Linked DNA regions of Oryctolagus cuniculus: region 1 is linked to region 2. The links are chromatin contacts, called in public Hi-C maps. All regions are on one chromosome and are shown on one strand. Each heading gives the region's core, a stretch centred on a gene start, on an enhancer-like site or on the middle of the called end of the contact. The rest is flanking DNA. Distances are from core to core; before and after follow the strand shown. Region 1 has its middle 42 kb from the start of COL1A2. Region 2 holds the start of SGCE (sarcoglycan epsilon).

Evidence for each region. Hi-C and Micro-C count contacts between places; a contact is called where the count stands out from the background.
Region 1: a Hi-C map of an unstated tissue shows a contact between it and region 2, with 1.8 times the contacts expected there. The contact joins the enhancer-like site here to the promoter of SGCE in region 2. A contact is called at or near these places in 2 of 6 Hi-C or Micro-C datasets (psoas muscle and an unstated tissue).

The regions. Positions count from the first base shown.
Region 1 is chr16:41,500,354-41,503,080 of mOryCun1.1, forward strand. No RefSeq gene overlaps it. Among named protein-coding and RNA genes, the nearest start is that of COL1A2, 42 kb to the right of the region's middle. Within about 2 kb of position 1,263, at least 1 of the 8 cell types and tissues checked has an H3K27ac peak or open chromatin away from gene starts, as enhancers often do.
Region 2 is chr16:41,294,750-41,297,623 of mOryCun1.1, forward strand. It overlaps SGCE (sarcoglycan epsilon), which reads left to right and starts at 1,505. Exons shown (of 10, transcript XM_070059430.1): 1 at 1,505-1,768. The coding sequence starts at 1,660. PEG10 (paternally expressed 10) reads right to left here and starts at 1,485. Exons shown (of 2, transcript NM_001302484.2): 1 at 1,199-1,485. The coding sequence starts at 1,203.

The sequences.
Region 1 (2,727 bases), core at 13-2,512, 210 kb after region 2:
TGTCCACTCTGCCTGTCCAAAAAAAAAAAAAAAAAAAAAAAAAAAAGAAGCAAAGCAAAAACAATCTTTTGATTAGGAACAAATCTTATGATGAATAAAGTAGAGGATGGAAACTTTAATAGTTACATTTGATAAAGTTTTAGAAATTATTTCAGACTTCTGCATTATAAGGGAAATTAGATCTATAATCAGCAATAGAAAAATGATGTTGGAAATAACTATAATCAAAGCTGCTTCTGAATTTCTTTGAAGTGGTTCCACTTATATTATTACTCATATAGACATTCGGAGCTCTGGCAATAATAGGTGATTCAATGATGTGTAAAGCCCTTGAGTAAACTCATACAGGCCAAGAAATTTCCCTAAGGACATGAATTTAACAATTATGATCATTGCTTGTGCAGACAACTCTTGAGTAAGGATGTGCATTGTCAGAGATAAAATTTTAGAAAAAAGATTGTAAAAATTAAGTGTCAGGAGTTTGGCAGATTCAACATGTGTGAGTTATATAGTCCATTTGTGTTGGAGAACTGGCTTCCACGCAAGCAAAGGGGGCTCAGAAACTTCTCTCCCTAAAGTTGGATGCCTCTAATGGCATGGGACAGCAGTCGGCCAACTGCAAATTTGTCCTTTTTGTCAGCAAGTTTACTTTTTATTTTTTACTGGAAGGTGGATTTTTGCAAGAAAAATCGAAGTGATTTTCATAGTTCTAGTGGAGATCAATGCCTTTTTATGGGATTGGAGTGGAGGGCTCTCCCACATGCTGAGGGTTTGAAAGTCTGCAGGAATCTGTCAGGTGTAAGGGGATTTCCTGGTGAGGAAGCTACAGGCTGGTAGCACGGACTGACGGCCGTGGTCCTAGGAGACGCCGCTGTGCGTTCCCATCTCCTGTCCTCACAGTCCAGTGGGAGGTGGCATCCTTACCCCCTTTTCAAAGACTACGGGGCAGATGGGTTCAGATCCAGAGAGCTCCACTTGCTCAGCCTCCCTTTCTTCCGTCCTAGCCTCTCGTCTGTCTGTTCCGAATAACTTCTGCTTAAACCCTCCATGTTCATCACTGTACCTTGGGGCAGCCTTTGTAGCCTTAAACTGCTCTCCACGCCCCAAAGGCCACTCTCTGCTGGAGCTTGGGTGCGCCTCTTTGTAACTTCTGTTTTATTAGTTCCATGGAAGAGAGATATTCAAGCTAGATCAGAGAGGGCAAGGAAGAGGGAGAGCCGAAGGCGGCTGTATGACTGGGAGACGGGAAGCGGAGAAAGCGAATTTCCCTTCTCTGACGTGCCTTGGGCAGGGTGAGAGGTCTGGGGTGTTCTGTTATCCAGCCAGCAGGGGGAGCAGTGGACTTGAAGTGACATTCCACGGGGCGAGAAAGGCCATCCGTTAGGCACAGTGGTTTAGAAGGCTGTTCTCATCTTATCCGGCATCAATAGGTTCCGTTTTAGAAAGATTATTTTTGTTGTGTTCCCACATCCTGGTTAGGGTTAAATAAGCCACTGGGCACCAAGAACAATAGTGCACTACAGGAAAAAAAAGTTATGTGTGTCAGTAAAAATGTATGGTGATGAATTTCTTCAAATACATGGTGAATTGCAGTTTCAAGGTTACCTTTCTAGATTCCAGCAGGATTTTAAATTCTAGCCAGCCAAAATACCTTGAGTTCAGAATAATAGGCTTTATTGGAAGCAGTCAGCTGAGGGGTGAGGCTTGGAAGATCACTGGAAGACAGTTATTGTCTCTAGGACCTAGTGTGGTGCCAGGGATTGCAATTCACTTCAAGTTAAATTACATACGTCTTTAAGAAACATTAATTAACAGATGCATATTTTACCTAGAAGAGATAGCTTATTCATCGACCTCCCTGGTTGAGTTTGTCTGTTGTTCTTTAAGTTTCTATGGTCAGGTGCATCTTTTTAAAAAAATTTTATTTAATTTTTTTTTTATTTGACAGAGTTAGCGAGAGAGAGAGAGAGAGAGACAGAGAGACAGAGAGAAAGGTCTTCCTTCCGTTGGTTCACCCCCCAAATGGCTGCTACAGCCGGCGCTGCACCGATCCGAAGCCAGGAGCCAGGTGCTTCCTCCTGGTCTTTCATGAGGGTGCAGGGCCCAAGCACTTGGGCCATCCTCCACTGCCTTCCAGGGCCACAGCAGAGAGCTGGACTGGAAGAGGAGCATCCTGGACTAGAACCTGGCACCCCATATGGGATGCCGGCACCGAAGGCGGAGGGTTAACCAAGTGAGCCAGGGTGCCGGCAGGTACATCTTTTTTAAAAAAGATTATTTATTCGAGAGGTAGAATTACAGAGAGAGGCAGAGAGAGAGAGAGAGAGAGAGAGAGAGAGGAGAGAGAGTCTTCCATCCGCTGGTTCACTCGCTAAATGGCCGCAACAGCTGGAGCTGGGGCAATCCAAAGCCGGGAACTTCTTCCGGGTCTCCCATGCGGGTGCAGGCCTTTCCCAGGCCATAATGGTGATCTGGATTAGAAGAGGAGAAGCCGGATATGAACCGGTGCCCATGTAGGATACCGGTGCCACAGGTGGAGGCTTAGCCCACTGCGCCACAGCGCTGACCCTGTGAGGTGCGTGTTTGATGTTTCAAGGAATAAGACTAGATCATAAGGTATCTATACGAAGCCTCGTGGAGGCCTGGGGCAGGGTGGTGATAACAGGAAAGTGGAAGAATGAACGACAAATATCTATTTTAATTCTGGCTGGTGCAGATCGCACCTCT
Region 2 (2,874 bases), core at 255-2,754:
GGGAGGCGTGGCCGGGGCCAGGGGCGGGGCACGAGGAGGCAGGGTCTGGGCCAGCCCCCCCAGGGGGCGGGCCAGGGCGGCCGGGAAGGCGGGCTCTGAGGACTTGGCGCTGAGGAGGCGGGGCCAGCAAGGCGCGCTCCGGGGAGGCGCGCTCCGGGGAGGCGCGTCCGGGGAGGCGCCGGTGAGGGAGGCGCGAAGCGCGACCTGACTGCTGCAGAGCCTGCACACTCGGATGGGCGGGGCAGCCCGAGCCCGGGCGCCGCGCCCTCCCCAGGAGCCCCCTCCCCAAACCCCTCCCTGCAAGTTCAATTCACGAAGCAAGAGCTGTGGTCACCCCCGATCCCCCACGAGCGACAGTTTCCACAAACTGTTGCTGGCCGCCAATTCGCGCCGCCGCGCCAAGTCCGCCACCACTCACGTTAGACACGCGCAAGCAGGCAGCCCGCTCTGCCTCCCCCAGAGTCCGCGCCCCGCCACTCCACGCGCGGCACGGGCACCCCGCTGCACGCCGACCTCGGGCTGGGGCTCCATTTTGTCTGGAGATCAGTATCGAGGGGAGAACCACCTCGCGGAAAGACACGGCGGGAGCCGCTCCACGAGGGGCAGCGCTGGGCTCTCCGGCCGAGGGGCCGCGGCTCGCGCTGCCCCCGGGGTGGGCACCGCGGCAGCTCCCGCGCCCTTGCGGCAGCGGCCCCTGCAGGGGCGGCCGGCTCGGCGCCAACGTTCCGCAGCTCATGTACCTCTGCGGGCGGGCGGTCGGCGCGCTGCGGCGCTAACAGCATCGCTCCCGCAAGCCTGCGCTCCGCGGGCGCGATGTCCAGGCGCAAAAACCTGTGTGCAGGCTGCACGCAGCCCGCGCAGCGCTGCGGTTCACACCCGCGGCGCGGCCACGCACGCGGCATCAACACCCAGCGCGCGGCTACCACGGAGTTTGCACATAACTCGGTGGTGGCGCCTTCGAGGACCTCGCTCGCGTCCGTCCACGCAGCTCGCGTCCGTCCACGCAGCTCGCGTCCGTCCGTCTGTGGACTCGCGTGCCGACACCGAATGCCGTGAAGGCGGGACACGGAGCGCGGGGAGACGTCCGCGGGGCGCTACTCCGTCTCCCGCAGGCTGCCCTGGAGAGAGACGAGGACGGGGGGCGTCGGAAGGGACGCGGGGTGGGGACGAAGGTGAGCTTAAAAGAAGACGTCCTCACCGCATACTCACCACGCGTGGTCTCCTCAGCGCGGGCTCCACGGGCGCTCAGCAGCCCAAGGGGGCTCGGGCCGCGAGCGCACTCGTCGGAGGGGTCTCGAGGCGCAGGGTCCGGCTCCGCGGTGCTCCTGGGTCGGGGGTCTCGGCAAGGTCTGTTGGACACACACCAACCGAAGTTGAAGCGCGTGTACCCGGAGCGCCGAGTGCGCGCCTTATATTGGCTGAGGCGAGGAGGGGGCGCCCAATCCCGGCGTGCTCCGCGGGCGGGGGGAGGGCGGCGGGCTGCGGGGGCGGTGGGGGGAGGGGCGGGGGCGCCGTCCCGCTTCGGGGGCCCGCCGCTAGGGGGAGTGCGGGATCGAGGAGGGGGGTGCGGGATGCTGATGCTGAACTGGCCACGCTGGGAGGAAAGAAGAAAGGGAGGGGAGGGAGACTCGAGGACGGCCGGCCTCAGCCAGGCCAAGAATGCCATTTCCCCGGTGCTGGGCGCTGGGAGACCCCAGGGCGTGGACGGCGCGGGGTCGCGGGGCGCGCAGGATGAGCCCCACGACCGCTGGCACGTTCTTGCTTACAGGTTAGTGGCCTGCGCGCGGTAGGGAGGTCCCGGGGCCCCGCAGGCCGCCGCCTCCCCCGCCCCCGCCCGGGCTGCGGGTGCTGGGCGCGGCCTGGGAGCGCCAGCCCCCCTCGTGCGGGCCGAGGCGCCCCTCTCGCGGGGGGCCCAGGGCGTCCCCCCCAAAGGCCCGACCCCTGGCCTTCTCGTCCCCGCGCGCCCCTCCCTGGGCCGGCGGGCGCCGGCTCCCTGGCCCGGGCCTGGCGCCCCTCCCCCGCACGCGCTGGGCCTCCCCGACGCCCACAGCCCGGAGCCGGGGGTCGCTGCCCCCCGTTCCTGGGGCGGGGGCCGCTCCCCCGCAGCCGGGGCTTTGCGGGCCGAAGGAAACGGGCGTGGACCTGCATCGGCCTTGCACACGCACATCTTCCCCAACCCCCATCTCCTTTTTTTTTTTTTTTTTTTTTTTAAATCTGACCGACAGAGAGAGAAAGAGCGAGAGCGCCCTAAAATTAGGGACATTACAACCACCGAATTCACCCCTTGGTGCCCAGCGCGGTTCTCGGGCAGGGACGCGGGTCACGCAGCGCCGGCAGCCGCCGAGGGCGCCGAGGTCAGGGCTCAGCCAGGCCGGGGCCAGGGGCGCCGCGCGCACGATTTTTTGAGAAAGCGGAGACGATTCAGCACAGCTGTGGATGCTTGCGGGGCGCTCGGCTGGCCGCGGGGCGCCCGGCCCCGGCCTGTCGGAGGCGCCTGCGAGGCAGCCGCGCTAATCTCGCTCTCCCCGCTACGTCGTCGCCTTTTCGCGAATCGCGTGGGGCGGATGCGTGCGTTTAGGTGCGGGAGCCCCGAAGCCTGGCAGCCCCGAGTGTCTGCGTGCGTGGATGCGCGGAAACGCCTGGGTGTTGCACGTTAGCGAGGAGCAGGAGGGTTCAAGCCTCCGCGCGCGGTCGCATCCACGCACCGCACGGCGCCGCGCGCGGGGAGAACCGCACGGTGACGGTCGTCCCAGGGAAAGGAGTAGGGGTGCGGGGCAACCCGCAGGGTCTGCAGCGGAGCCCGCTTGGCTTCGGAGACGAGGGCCGAGCCGAGCGTGCGGCTCCCCGCGGGCTGCTCCGCGAGGCGGGCCCGGC